2 separate regions of the Columba livia genome follow, and region 1 is linked to region 2. Evidence: chromatin contacts called from public Hi-C data. All regions are on one chromosome and are shown on one strand. The core of a region is the stretch at or near the end of the contact, and the rest is flanking DNA. Distances in the headings are between cores, read along the strand shown.

Evidence for each region. A called contact is a pair of places that touch in the nucleus more often than the background predicts.
Region 1: a Hi-C map of liver shows a contact between it and region 2, with 2.0 times the contacts expected there. The contact joins the promoter of CSRNP1 here to the enhancer-like site in region 2. A contact is called at or near these places in 2 of 2 Hi-C or Micro-C datasets (crop and liver).

What each region holds. Positions count from the first base shown.
Region 1 is chr2:6,371,390-6,376,503 of bColLiv1.pat.W.v2, reverse strand. CSRNP1 (cysteine and serine rich nuclear protein 1) reads right to left here and starts at 1,329. Exons shown (of 5, transcript XM_065050375.1): 1 at 1,145-1,329.
Region 2 is chr2:6,194,670-6,199,572 of bColLiv1.pat.W.v2, reverse strand. No RefSeq gene overlaps it. Among named protein-coding and RNA genes, the nearest start is that of XIRP1, 100 kb to the right of the region's middle. Within about 2 kb of position 1,827, at least 2 of the 3 cell types and tissues checked have an H3K27ac peak away from gene starts, as active enhancers do.

The sequences.
Region 1 (5,114 bases), core at 80-2,579, 180 kb before region 2:
GTGGGGAAAAAAAAATTAAAATGAAATAATAACTGCGGATGAGTTCCCTGTAACAAACGACAAGACTTTGAGGTTTGTAAATGGCCGTGAGGTTTTCCTCTCCATCCCACCGAGGCATTGTCGTTACCAGACGTTGGTAAGGCAGGGCTGCTTTAGGAAAGGGTTGTCCCTATGTGTCAGCCTCTTCCTACAGCGACATTATGTAACTCGGAGGTGACAGACACTTTTGAGGATGCCGGGAGGGGGACATACTAAAAAAATAAACATACACACTGAGGAAATTTAGTAGTTTGGGTTGTGCGAGGTGATTTTTTTTCTCTCGTCTCAGGTGTGTAGTTAAAGCCCCGATTTTTCTTTTATTCTGGGGGCGGGGGAGGGGGGGGGAGCCCGCTCTCTATCGGTCCGTCTGTCCATCCGTGCGCCGGTCGGTAGGTGTTGCTGTAGCGACGGGAAAGCATCCCCAGCCCGGCAGATTTGGGGAAGAGCGAACCGGCAAGGCTTCCCCTCTGCCTCCCACCCCCCCGCCAGCCTTTCTTTCAACATCAGAAAATTGGAACCGCAACCGTAAAGATGGAGCGGAGCCTTAACTGACGGGGGGGGGAGGGAAACTCAGAGCGACTCTAAATAAATATATAGGTATTTATATGTATATATAACGCGGGGTTTTCTACCGAGGGGAAAGTGCGGGAGGGCTCGGGGAGCAGCGAACCCCCCGCCCCCAGGGAACGCGGTCCCACCGCCCGGGGGGCCCGGACGCTCCCGCCGGGCCGGCCCCAGCCCCAGCCCCGCCGGGCTCCCCTCGCCCCCGGGCAGGAGCAGCCCGGCCAGACGGCGCCGCTGCGGCGCGCCGGCCCGGCTCTGGGCGGCGGGGCACCGAGACGGACCCCCCGACGGCGGAGTAATACGGGCTCTGCCCAGGACCCCCGACAGCCCAGCACCGCGCCGGACACCGCACCGGACCCCGGCGGGCAAGCACCGACCCGGCTCTATACCGGACCCCCAACGGCCGAGCACCGCGCCGGACACCGCACCGACCCCCCGAGCGGGACGGCGGAGCAGCAAACCTCCCCCCGCCGCGGCGGACCCCCCATTCCCTCCCTCGCCAGCCCCATCCCGGCGCCGGCTGCCCCCGGGCCGGCCCTACCTTCGGCGGCGGCGGGTCTCGGCGCGGCGGCTCCGGCTGCAGCGGCGGTGCCTGGCGCGGCGCCTCCCGCTCTGCCGCTGCCGGGGCTGCGCCGCCGCCGCGCTGCCCTTTTTCGTCAGTGGAAAACTCCGGGCTCTGACGCAGGCGGTGACAGGAGCGGGGCCGGCGTGTGCCCGGCCCGCCCGGCTTCCCGCTCCCCCCCGCCCCGGGGCGGGGCGCTGAGTCAGGGCCGAGGGGACGCCCCGCCCCGCCCCGCGCTGAGGAGGGAGCGGGGGACGGGGGAGGGAGAGAGATTGGGGATGGGACACAGCTGGGGGGGGTTGGGAGTCACAGGGGGTGGGGAACCACAAGCAGCCGTGGCCCCTAAAATGCATGTTTGTGTCCCACAGGAACAGCTTGGACCCCCAAACAGATTTGGGTCCTACAGGGAGTTGGGGATTCACAAGGGGTTTGGGCCCATAAAGAGGTGTGGACCCCAAAATGGATGTGGGTCACGTGGGGGGTTTGTGTCCCACAGGGAGTTGGGGACACACAGGAACAGCTTGGTCCCCAAAACAGATTTGAGTGCTACAGGGGGTTGGAGACCCACAAGAAGTTTGGACCCACAGACAGGCTTGGACCCTAAAATGGATGTGGAGCTCAAGGGGGGTTTGTGTCCCACAGGGAATTGGGGACCCACAGGAGCAGCTTGTACCCCCAAACAGATTTGAGTCCTCCAGGGAGTTGGGGATTCACAAGGGTTTGGACCCAAACCAGGTTTGGACCCCAAAACGGATGTGGGTCACATGGGGGGTTTGTGTCCCACAGGGAGCTGGGGATCTGCAGGCAACATTTGGACCCCAAAACAGATTTGGGTGCCACAGGGAGCTGGAGACCCGCAAGAAGTTTCAACCCACAGACAGGCTTGGACCCTAAAATGGAGGTGGGTCCCAACACAGAGAGTTGGGGACCCATGGGCAAGGCATGAACCTGCGAACATATTTGGGTGCTACAGGGAGTTGGGGACTCACAAGGGTTTGGACCCAAAACCAGGTTTGGACCCCAAAACAGATGTGGGTCACATGGGGGGTTTGTGTCCCACGGGGAGCTGGGGATCTGCAGGCAGCATTTGGACCCCAAAACAGCTTTGGGTGTCAGAGGGGGTTGGGGACCCACATGGGGTTTGGACCCACAGACAGGCTTGGACCCTAAAATGGAGGGGGGTTCCAAGGGGGGTTTTTGTCCTATGTGGAGTTGGGGACCCACAGGAGCAGCTTGGACCCCAAAACAGATTTGGGTGTCACAGGGGGTTGGGAACCCACAGGCAAGGCTCAAAGCCCAAACAGATTTGTGTCCTGCAGGGAGTTGGGGACTCAAAAGGGGTTTGGACCCACAAAAAGGCTTGGACCTCAAAATGGATGTGGGTCACATAGGGGGTTAGAGTCCCAAAGGAGGTTAGAGTCCCAAAGGGAGTTGGGGACTAGCAGGCAAGATTTGGATCCCAAACCAGATTTGGGTACCACAGGCCTTTGGGGCCCACAGGGGATTGGGAACCCACAAGCAGGCGTGAACCCCAAAATAGAGATGGCTCCCAAGGGGCGTTTGGGTCCTACAGGGAGCTGGGGACCCACAAAGGGTTCGAACCCACAACCATGCTTGGACCCCAAAATGGATGTGGGTCACACGGGGGGTTTGTGTCCCACAGGAAGTTGGGGGTCTGCAGGCAAGATTTGGATCCCAGAACAGATTTGGGTGCCACAGGGGGTTGGGGACCTCCAAGGGCAAGGGTTGACCACCAAAATGAGTTTGAGCTTCACAAGTGCGAATTGTCCCACAGAGAGAACTGGGTCCCTGAAAGGGACTTTGGCCCTATGAGCGAGGTGTGGCCCCCAGAGACATTTAAGGCCCCACAAGGAAGAAGCACAATATGACCACCAGGAGCTTTCAGAGATCATCAGTCCGGGATCAGACTCCTTGCAGCGGTTGGCAAGGTGCAGACTGACCCAGTGTTTCCCAATTTTGGCACTTGGCTGGATTTTCACCCCACGAGCTGGGGCTGGGCCAACAGCCAGTGGCATGGTCAGAGTCCTCATGCTGTGAAGCTGCCTGCTCTTGGTGCAGATCTTTAAAATGTCACCCGGCTGTACCCCACAGGGCTTGGATACAGCTGAGCTGCAGGAGTCCCTGTGTAAGATCAAGTCCATGAAGGTGGGACGATTTGTCTTCTTTGGCTCCATGGAGGAGCCTGAGGTTGGCCATACCAGGGTCTCCTCAAATCCCCCTCTGCATCCATGTTCTGTTGTGAGCCCCTTAGCTCCATGGTTCTTCCCACACAGTATTGTGAGCGAGCATCTGCCACCCCTTTCCAGGGATATTATTTTAGGTATTATTTTAGGTGTAAACCTCTTAGAATGCGTTTTTTTTTGGTAGCAAGCGTGTCTCACTGGGAAGGTGCCTGGTCTGACCATGAACAGTGAAGATGAGGTGAGAGTTTCAACGTGGTATGGCTTTTTCAGAGGAGACTGCTGTGAAAATCTCACCCTTAGTCCTTTTACCAGTCGAAGCTTTCAAGCTTCGGAGCTAAAATGTTGGGAAAAAGGTCTTCTCTTGTGCCAAAGCCACTTTGATACCAACATGTGAAGTGATGCCACCAGGATTTTTACTTCTGATCTTGCCCAGTGTGTGTGATTGATGGGGCAGCCCCACCGGTCACCCCGATGGCACCACTGCAAGGACAACAAACCATAGCGATGTGTGAGGGTGAGCAGCCAGGATGGACTGAGAAAAACTTCAAGCTGATTTTGCTGCTGTACTCCATAACCTCGTACTGATCTCTTGGTTTGCCACCCCGTGTCTCTCTGCCCAGCCCATGGAACCACAACGACAGCTCCTAGCTGTACAGAAGCACAGGAGGGATGAGTTGAGAGTTTGCTTCAAAGATGCAAATGTCATGGAGGCAATACGTAATTCTAGATGGTGCCCTGATGACGGGTGGGCCCTGTCTTGGAGGCACGAGGGCCTTCCTGAATGTGTCGGTGTACAACACTCGACCGCCAAAGAAGTGGTTTTCCTGAGGTTTCGTTTACCATGTTTGGACATGGCTGTGATTAATATTTCCTAACAGGAAGACGTCATGCCTGCAGGCTTTCCTCTTCAGGGTTTGGGTCGAGGGTGACCCAGTTCAGGTTATACGCTGGCTCCTCATTTCCTCCCCCTTGGACAACACCCATCGCTGAGCCCCAAACGGGTCCTGGCGCCGGGCAGTTCTCACCGCACAATCCCAGGGGACCCGGAAGGCTTTGCTGTGATGGGACCAAGACATAATATCGCCTCTTCATACACCGTGTCTATGAGATGAAGGCTGGGGGGGACATTTGTCGCCATCCCCGGGCTGAGTTTGGCATGAAACCCATGGTATGAGGGAAAGGGGATATCCTGGAAAATGCTCGGAAAGGCTGCCAGTGACCTCCGGGTTACACATTTTCTCCCTTGCTTGTGTTAGTTTTAACGAAAGTAAAGCCAGTGAGAGACAGAGTCCCATGCAGTGCAGAAATTATTTAGCGATTCAATCATGTGCTGAATAATTCTGACCTCGAGCTGCCCGTACTTGTGTGTGTGTGTGAAAGAGAAGAGAGGTTTGAAATGAAACTTTCTGGCTTTTCTTTTTGAAGCAGCATCTTTATGTTTGTTTGTTTTAAAATCAACCTAAAAGCACTACTACGTAAATAAGGGGAAGCTTAAACAGAAATATAAACAGCCCTCAACCAGTATGTTTTCCTGTGTACATTGAATGAAATATCTCTGTTTCACTCAACATGTGTTTTGTTGCATCTCTGAGCCTCCTTCCTCCAACAAATGGACTCGAGAGAGAGAGGGGAAGAAAAATAAATCTGTTTCTCTTTAACCTGAGCCGGGTTGGTGTGGTTTTTAACACGGTGTTTTCACCTCTCAAGGAGCATCCTCTTCTCCCAGCACAACCAGAACAACATAC
Region 2 (4,903 bases), core at 578-3,077:
TCCCGCCCCCCGTGGTGTTCTATATTAAGTAATATAAGGGACATCTGCTGTCTGTGGTTCAGTTTTCTTTCATCCCTTCCCCAGGCGGAGACCAGCCTGGCAGGAAATCCAGCTCCCTCACATTGTTTTGGATCTCCCTCAGGCAAAGAAGTGGAGAGAAGGCCCCCAGGTCACACCCGGCAGTTCCTTTTAGCAGCGTATTGTAAATATTTGGGACAAAAGCCTTCTGGATCCACTCAAACAGGGCTTTTGCCAGCACAGAAAAAAGACACACACACCAGCAAGTGTTTCGTTTAACTCAGCGTCCTGGACCTTTCCTGACTCTCCATATATCTACAGGGGTGGACAAAAAAAGTCAGCCTGTGGACTTTCCCACTGGAGTCAGCAGGTAGGCTCAGACCCAGAGCCCCATGGTATCCAAACATGTGACAAGCACTATTAAGGTATTTGCCCTGTTAATATCCAGTGCAATGGGTTGTTTCGCTTTCCTGCCTCTGATGCAGAGTCCAAGCCACACACAAATCAAAAACTCCAAAATGTCTAAGGGTTTCACAGCAAGAGAAAGTCCCCACATCTCCCTGTCCCAAAACTAAGCCGCACCTCTTGGATTCCTCTGCACCACCTCCAAACAGGCAAAAAAATCATTGCTTCTTTTGGAAAAGAAGACCTGGACGTAGCTACTTATCAGATACATATGAGCAGTCATGGTGCTGGTTTGGATAAAAGGACTGGCCTCCTATGCCTGGATCTCATCTTGGGTCCTCAGGATATACCATTCCTACCAAAAAGATGGGCTAAGGGTGCAGAGAGAAAGAGAAGATCCCTATGCATGTACCATGGTACTTTGACAACCAGATTCAAGCCTTCTGATAAATTCCAGCTAACTTCTCCTTCTTGTTGTCTTTTCCTCGGTGAGCTTATAGAACCTAGCTTGTACCTTGTCTGGCCCTCACCTTGTTTCCCTGTCTCTGTAGCATCAGAATACATCCCCATAACTGCTGGCAAAGCAATAAGGGTGCTCCTTGTTGCAGTGCAATTGATTTCACTGTTACTGATGCAGACAGCATCCCTGGGTACTAAAATAACTTGAAACTAGCTCAATTGATTAAACAAAGCACCTGAAATGGATATTAGTACCCTGTATGTGCCAGAGATATTAAAAGCAAAAAGCATGGCAAAGCACAAGAACACCAACCTCCAGCTGTGCTGAAGGGACAAGAATGAGTGGAAAATGGGGATATTTTTTTTCCCGTTTTATTCAAACTCTATCTCAGCTTCACAGAACTAAAGGATAATTTGGGTTGGCAGGGACTTCTGGAGGTCTGTAGCTCAATGACCTCATCAAAGCAGGTCTAGGTTCGAGGTCATATCTAGTTGTTCAGGGCCTTGCTCCATTGAGTTTTGATTGTCTCCAAAGATCAAGACTTTTCACCCTCTCTGGGCTTCTCTTCTAGTGCTTCACTGCTCTCATGAGAAAAATGTTTTTCCTTATGTCCGAAAGGAATTTCCCCTGCTACATCTTGGGCCTGTTTCATCTTCTTTTGTTGCGTACTTCTTCTCAATAGCCCTCCTTTAGGTAGCTAAGCACAGCAAAATGCTGTCTCCTCCTTTTCCCCTCCCTTCTACTGACACTTTAAACAATCACTTTGACCCAGAATGAAACAATTTACTTTGACTTCTAGTAAGAAAAGCAGCAGCACGGAGTGCTGGATTTTGGTTGTAGGGGTTGGTGTCACCTCCCTTTCCAGCTGCTCTCCACACTTCTCTTTCAAGCTGCAACTGTTCAGCAATTTACAGTGGAAGCTGTAAATGTGCTTCTGATGACCAAAAGTTCCATTTCTCATCAAAATGGATATTAACCAGAAAAATGTACCCAAGGAAAATCACTAGAAATTGGGTACCTTTGAAAAATTTCACCCATTCTCAGCATCCTCCCCCTCAGCTCTCCTGGGTGTTAAATATTAGAGTAAGGAGCTGCTGGCTTTGATACAGAAGTAGTAATTCTCTGCCTGAGGTATTTCCTTTCCTGGCTCTCCTCCCTTTCAACTCAGAGTGATTTTTTTTTTTTAATTTTTTTAAAATTCTGTAGTATTTGCCTATTTCCAACACCTCCCCCATGTGGCATGATGTCAAATCAGCAACAAGCAGGCCAGCAGGAATGTATATTCCCATTACCTTCAGCACTACAGTGGAAGCTTTTAACATAAAGCCAGTAAATTCAGCCTTTTGCAAGGCGATTGCTCAACAGAAGTCCCTCTTGCAAGAATGTCACCGTGTGCTTCCCACAACAAGGCAGCCAGGAGGCTCCTGCTGTCACTGGCAGATGGTTGGAGGGTCAGCCACTGCAGTGCCAGGGCTTTCTGGATGGCTTCACTGGGATACAAGTGAGCAGAACTATTGCTGCATGTCTGGGGAGGAAATGCAAGACTACAGCCAAGGCTGGGGAGCCCCACAATGTGCATTTATCATAGAATCATAGAACAGTTCAAGTTGGAAGGGACCTTCAAAGCTCATCCATTACCACCCCTGCCATGAGCAGGGACATCTTCACCAGATCAGGTTGCTCAGAGCCCTGTCCAGCCTGGCCTGGGATATCTCCAGGGATGGGGCATTCACTACCTCTCTGGGCATCTCTGAGACCCAGGACAATTTCCTAGACAAGGACAGATGCTTTCCAATTGTCTCGAGCCCTGCTCAGTTCTTGGCCTCTGTGCAACCTAATGTGAGTGAGGTTCACGTGCCAGTGTGAAATCTCCCCTTTAGAATTATTTTTTCTGTACTAATTCCCTTCTATTATTACTTTGCTCCATATCAAAGACTAAGAGAATAGTAGTACCTTGTCTGTCTGAGAACTGAGACAGAGGCACGTATAAAACAAATGATCCAACAATCATTTTCTTAACCCACTAACACATAAATGAATTACTAAGAAAGCACTTTCGTTTCCTTTTTTTTCTCAAAACAATCTAAATCCTTGCCCTGCATGAACTATAACTCAACCAAAGTGTTATTAAATCAACCATCAGAAGATTATCAGACCCAAGAAACTAGATAAGAGGTATTTGGGGATACCCACAACAGTATTTTTTGACCCAATTGTCCGTTACAGGTCTAAACTTCAACTGATTTCAAGGAGATAAGCATAAATAATTCTGGGCTCTGCTCCAAGACCTGGGACTTGGTCTTCTCCTCTCCCCACTGACCCAAAAAGATGGTAGTTTCTGAGCAGCTCTAATCACATCAGAACAACACTTATATACAGTAGGGCAGAATCTGTACCCTTCTGCTCAAAAAAATTCCAGTGTCATGTGTGAAAACTGACCTTAGGAAAGGAACTGAACCTGTGAAGACTCTGAACATGGTCATGGGAGCAAGTTCCAGAAGGAAGCACGAGCTCCTAGGCTTCTGCCATGGATATATCTTCTCTTCCTTCTCCAAACAAGAACAGCAAATGCCAATCAGACAGATAGATAAAACAGACATAACTAAGGTGGATTGTTTAGATCAAGTAGCGTTTGTCAGGCAGTCATTGTATGTTCCCATATTCCTGAAGTGCAAGGTAGTTTTCCAGGGCTATAAAGAGAAAGTCTATTGCTTGATTGCAGAAACTTGAAATATATTTCTTGCCATAAAGAGCAACATGGACCTCTACAAAACAAAGTTTTATGTCTTTAAAAAGCGCTGTTGCCACATATTTTGTAACAAAACCTGACTATGCAGCCTGGCAGTGGAGCATCACCAGTATTTTCAGTCAACTTCATCAGCTGCTTCTTGACATGAGATCTTGACCCTTGAAGTGCTTTCCTTACAGTCCAACAGAGAGGTAGACTTGCAGTCCTCTTAGCAAAAATGTCCTGCATTTCCACACTCAGTTGGTCATCTTCCCTTCTTTAGTGACATCGATAACCCTGTGCAGGGCTTAACCTGAGAACAAGAGGCTTAAATGTAGGCAGCTGAGTGCTTCTGTCTGCACATGAGCTACATGTCCAAGTTTCCATAGTTGTGAGCAGAGACCTGAGTCTTGGTTTGGTTGTCCAACTAGACATGCAGTGCCACCTGACATACCTTGGAATAGCCAAAACACCTCTACACAACGGGCAGATGCAACCAAGAACCTTTGGGAGACCCTTCTGGGGCAGGAGCTGGAGCTGATACAGGAGACTCATGGCCATCTCAAGGCCATCTCAAAGACAAAAGGTATTATGTTGGGAAGGTACTCATGACTCTACCCAATACAGCCAAGTGAATTCTGGGAGCAGTTCATGTGTCCAGCTGACACCTGTCTATTCTAGAGAAATCCGGCTTTCCCTCCACACTCCACTGGCTATATTGACCACATCTCCAGCAACTACAGTGGGAACTCAGGTGCTTAGACCTCATTTGAACACCCAACGTTAGATGCCAAAATTCTGTCATCTTAATTTCACACCGAGTTGCCTCCTGTGTGTACTGAATCAGGTCACATCGCCCTCAAGTGGAGAACGGCACGATCACAACAAACTGAACAAGCCAGTGATCACCGAGATTCTGTTTTCTTTTGAGGACACAAAAAAACCCCAGGGATCTACCCAGACCTCCAGGACAATGTGTGCTCTGAAAAAGCTCGGGTGCAAGAACACAAAGGTTGCAAAGCACAAACCAAAAAAGCTACAGTGGAGAAAGCCGTAATTCATGCTGCCAAACCACCACCATAATTCAGCCACCTCGTACACTTCCATTATGATACTATCTTACCCAACTTAACATCAAACAAAAGGTGGTAGCAAAGCCAAGAATATTATTCACCCCTTCTGGATACCCACATTGTGCCTTACAAGAGAAAGTGTTTGCTTTTTGGTGCACTCCTCCTGGTTCACTGTCCAACCTGCACACTGAACGAAGTTATGGTCTTTGTCTGAAATAC